Linked DNA regions of Gossypium hirsutum: region 2 is linked to region 1. Evidence: chromatin contacts called from public Hi-C data. All regions are on one chromosome and are shown on one strand. The core of a region is the stretch at or near the end of the contact, and the rest is flanking DNA. Distances in the headings are between cores, read along the strand shown.

Region 1 (2,700 bases), core at 67-2,566:
CATTTGCATTCAAAAACACTTATTTACTTATGAACTTACCTTGTACGGAAACGAACGGATCGGAACGACTATTCAACAACTTTCGACTTCCCCCTATCCAAATCTGGTTTCTTCCTTTCTTGATCTAAATAAATTCAAATTTAACTTATTTAATTACATGTTCATTTAATTTCATCCAAAAACACATAAATAGGCATTTTTCACTTTAGCCCCTAATATTTCACATTTTCTTAATTTAATCCCTATTTCAAAACAACTCAAAATACACAAAATTTCAACATGCTCATGTTAGGTTGAATTTTCCCTAGGTCCCTAGCAGCCGATTAATTCAATTTATTTCACATTTAGACCCCTAAATGTTTCAATTTCACAATTTAATCCATAATAAGCATTTTTATAAAAAAAATCACTTAATTAAACATAATAATCTAACATCAAACTCTTATAAACCATCATCAAACAACAAAAAGCTTAATTATTCATCAATGACATTTCATGAGTTCATCAACCAATCCAAAAATTAAGGCATGGGCTAGCTAAAAGACGAAGCAACGATCTCAAAAATATAAAAATTATCAAAAACCGAGCAAACAACATACCTAAATCAAGCTCCCTAGGTGCCGAACTTAAAAGCTTCAACAATGGATTCTTTTCTTCTCACATTAGGCCATAAAAGATGAACATGCATGATGTTTTATGTTTTGTTTTATTTATTACATATTAATATACTATTTACCATTTTAACCTTTATAAATTAATTTGAAAACCATATAACATAAGCCCATAACCGTCCACTCCATTGTTTAATGGTCAAATAACCACATAAGGACTTCACTTTTAATTAATTAAAGCAGTTAAGCACTTTAACATATAATATGCTACTTTTATATTTTACGCGATTAAGTCCTTTTATCAAATTAAGCAACCAATCGATAAAACTAAAATACTAAATTTTCACACATATAAATTCACATGCTGTAAACACACAAAATAATATAAAAATAATTTTACAACTTCGGATTTGTGTTCCGAAACCACTGCTCCGATTTAACTAAAACTAGGTTGTTGCATTAACCATGAAGATTAATGGTGAGATAGAGGTGTTTAAATGCAACTATAATTCTTAAGGGATTAGATAAAAAATTAAAGAATGAGAAAATAAAATTTTTTCCAATATGACAAAATAAAAATTTTCTTGTAAAATTTTTTTTGCGTTGCTTGAGAAATCGGAGCCACCTATTAAATTATTTTTTCTCTCCTTAAATATCCATATTTTTTACGACTATTTTAAAAAATACATGCGAGATGAAATCGGTGACACTTATTAAAATAATTTTTTTCTCTCCTTAAATATTCATATCTCTTACGACTATTTAAAAAAATACATATTATCGCAGTCTATTCCAATAGTAGCACCCAAGAAATATTATTATTTTTGTAAAATGCAATAAATGAGTCATCATTTGGGTGGTTCTGGGTCTAACCGCACTATGTCTATCTACTCAAGAATTTGATGCTATAATATGCAGGCCATGATTTTTTTTATTTAAGCCAATAGTGATTTGTTTTTAGTCATTTTGGAAAAAGAAGAGCCTACACTATGTCTATCTACTCAAGAATTTGATGCTATATAATTTCAGGGCCTCACCCTCTTTCTTCAGTCATTGTCTCTAAACAAAGCGTTCTTCATATGGTTTTCCTGTTTGTTTCCATGGAAAACCTGTACCATTACCTTGTAATCATCTTATTCATTCTTCTCACCATCAAACTTTTGACTCATAAAACCAAAAATTTGCCTCCCAGTCCCTTTTCTCTGCCAATTATTGGCCACCTTCACCTCATCAAAAACCCACTTTACCAATCACTGACCACGTTATTATCCAAATATGGCCCTGTTTTATATCTCAAATTCGGTTGCAGACATGTCCTTGTTCTTTCTTCTCCTTCTGCTGTTGAAGAATGCTTGAACAAGAATGATATAATATTTGCAAACCGGCCTCGGACTATGGCTGGGGATCTTATGACGTACAACTACACTACTTTCGTTTGGACTCCTTACGGATCACTTTGGCGGAACCATCGCCGTCTCAGCGCTGTTGAGATCTTCTGTTCTAACAGCGTTGAAAAGTTTTCTTCCATACGTGAAGAAGAAGTTGCGGACTTTGTTCGTCGCTTGTTTGAGGTCTCATCAGGCAACGGCACCCAAAAGGTGGACTTGAAGTACTTGTTTTGTCTCTTGATGACGAATGTTATGTGGAGGACGGTGGCCGGAAAACGTGGGGTCGAGGATCCTAAGGAAGTGGAGGCAGAAAAGATGTTCTTCACGGAATTTAAGAGCTTGTTTTTTCCGAGCCTAGGGACCAACATATGTGATTTCTTCCCAGTTTTGAGGTGGATTGGTTTCCTAGGGATTGAAAAGAAATTGAAAGAAATACATAGGAGAAGAGATGAATACCTTGAGAATTTAGTAGATGGGATAAGATTAAATAAAAGTAAGAAGAATATTTCGCTGATTGAAAGGCTTCTGTCTCTTAAACAAGACGACCCTGACTTCTGTTCCGATCAAGTCATCAAGACCATGGTTTTGGTAGGTTGCAATTTGCTTTCCAGTCTTCTATATCAACTTGTTTCTAAATTTTAAAATTTTAGCAAGTAGCATTCAAATTCATTGACTATGGTTTTGGTAGGTAGCAACTTGCT
Region 2 (2,700 bases), core at 158-2,657, 290 kb after region 1:
ATATGTATATATTCATTTTTTTTTATTTTTTATTTATTCAGAATCAAACCGATGGTTGAATTGGTCAAGCCACGAATTCCAGTTTTGATCAAATACTGAAAAACCATAAAAACAAAAAAAAATTAAAAATGAAGAAAATCGGTTTAACCAACCTGTATCAATTCATCCCTTATCTTCGAACTAGTACCTTGATCGACTGATTCAGTTTGGTTCTAAAATGCTAATTTTGATTGATGAAATAACTTTTTTCGGTCTTGTCAGGTTGAGCATGCAAGCGGTGAAGTTTGAAAATAGAATTAATCACTGACCTTGAGAGGTCAAATTTTGAGTATTGTTGGTATTTCCAAACATTATAAAAGAAGAAGAAAGGAAAACAAAAGGAAAAATAAGAAAAAAAAAGAAAAAATAATGTAAAAGAAAAAAAAGTGAAATCAAATAATTAAAAATATTTTTTAAGTTTATTCATTGAAATTTTTTAACGAATATAACATTTTGGTGTAAAATGAGTAACAAAATAATAGTTTAGGTACTACTTGTGACAAAAAAATATTTAGGTATCAAAATGAGAAGAAAAAAAAACATAATTTAGGTACCAAGGTATCAAATTGGGGGGGAAAATAGTTTAGGGATCGCTTATGACCAAAAAAGGGTTTAAGTACCCAAATGGAAAAAAAGTATAGTTTAAGTATCAATTTGTGTCAAGTAAAAAAAATTATGCACTATCAATTAGGGGTAATATTAGTTCCGTTTGGTTAGATTTTTTGGATTTTTTGAACTATCCATTATAATACGGTTTGGTTTGGTTCAATTTTTAGTTTACCATATTAATTATTTGTTTTGGATTTTTAGACTTATATTGACAAAATGAACTTTGTCTTTGCCTTTATTTTAATGTTATTTGACAAAATTTCAAAAAATTCATAAAAATTTTTAAAAGACAATAAATTTTCAAGAACTTTTAAATCATTTTCACTATTTTAAATATAAAATATTTATATTTATATAATAAAGAATAGAATTCGATTAAACTTCAAGCAATTGTCATTTTTAAATTTATATTTCATAAACCCAAGTAACCTAATTCGGGTTAATTTTCCATTTTTCTTCGGAAAATGATACAACCACTTAAAAATTACTCAAGTAGAGTACTTATTTCCAACTTTGAAATGTCAATTAACATTTGTTCAAAAGAAAAATGCCATTTAACGTCTTTCATAAAGCCTTTGAAACTTCAAAAAAGTTGAATGGATTAACCAATAACCATGGATTAGGGGTAAAGGTGCAACTTATGCTATAGCCCATAGAGCATAGACCCCAAAATTCATTTAGGAGAAAGTAGATGGGGACTTTCGGCTGAAGAGAGAATTTAGAAATGTTAAAGCAAAACTTGGTTTGACTATAATTTCTTTTAGGCCCATCAATTGTTGCAAATGGCTAACATTAACGTGCACCAACTATCACACTATATGTGTAGACCCAAATCTCTTGGACTTGGTTACCCGCCCACACAACTCGCCTAAGTGAGGTTTTTGGAATTTTTCCAATAGTTTATTATAATTTAGTTTGGTTTGATTCTCACTTGTCTCATATTAACCTTTTCTTGTTTTGTATTTTTAATTTTATTTTAGTAAAATGAGTTTTTTTACAGCTTTTGAATTTTATTTGACAAAGTTTTAAAATTATTTTCATAAATATTTTTAAAGAATAATAAATTTTCAAGTAAATAAAAAAATCAATAACTTTTATATGATATATTTTAATATATTAAGTTATTTTCACTATTTTAAACATAAAATATTTATTTTTATTATCAAAATTATTTGGGTGGTGCTCTGAGATCCTTGGTGTCAGCTTGTAAAATAAATAGTAAATATTTATTAGTACATAAAATGTAATACTTCTTTTAAACGAGAATAACCTAAACTTGTAGACATAATATGCTCACGAGTTCAACCTGAAATATTATACAAAATTTAAAAGGTGAGATGATTGCCAAAATGATCCATACAATCAATTTTAACTCTTCCTAAACTATTACTTTTTTTTATAGTGTATACGCGATGGAGGTTTTTTAACTTATGAAATTGTCATTAGTCTCATTTATTTATTTATTTTTAATTTTTTAATATCAATTATGATAAACTCAAGTGAGAATGAGTAAATGGAAACAGATAGGAGATAGTGAGATACATTGAGATGTTGGGCATTAATGTTATATAAGTTGGATGGATATTTAGAAGTTGTTATCCATTGGTTCAAATGCAACCAAAATAGAATGATGTTCATACCCTTATCATTACATTCAACTCCAACATCAATTCCAGTCTCCTCTGAACATAAGAGATAGGGTAGGGTTGCACACTGTGGGTTTTGCCAAATTAGACCCAGAGATTGGTTGGTTTTTGCCGCCAATATTAAATGACTTGGGTGGCAGTATTGACCCCCTAATGCCCTAAACCAAGAAAAAAAAATCTACCAATGGTCCTTTCTTTCTGCCCATATAGAGGGGTAGTTGAGGCCTAAATTTCATTGACATATAGCTTGTATTGGCTTTTAACGGTAATCCCATAAGACTCCACTGCCAACTAGGGTTGAAATTCAGCCTAAATTTTGCAGGTAAGAATAGGACCACTGTACCCCCAACTATGTCACAAACACTTATTGACTGCCATTGGCTTTTCTTTTGATCTTTTCCTCACT

What was found. A called contact is a pair of places that touch in the nucleus more often than the background predicts.
Region 2: a Hi-C map of leaf shows a contact between it and region 1, with 2.5 times the contacts expected there. The contact joins the enhancer-like site here to the promoter of LOC107951036 in region 1. A contact is called at or near these places in 3 of 34 Hi-C or Micro-C datasets (leaf and petal).

Annotation. Positions count from the first base shown.
Region 1 is chrA02:21,412,434-21,415,133 of Gossypium_hirsutum_v2.1, forward strand. It overlaps LOC107951036 (cytochrome P450 81C13), which reads left to right and starts at 1,317. Exons shown (of 2, transcript XM_016885925.2): 1 at 1,317-2,587. The coding sequence starts at 1,691.
Region 2 is chrA02:21,700,339-21,703,038 of Gossypium_hirsutum_v2.1, forward strand. No RefSeq gene overlaps it. Among protein-coding and RNA genes, the nearest start is that of LOC107951038, 53 kb to the right of the region's middle. Within about 2 kb of position 1,408, at least 3 of the 9 cell types and tissues checked have an H3K27ac peak or open chromatin away from gene starts, as enhancers often do. A contact at or near this core is called in leaf, where this site is marked.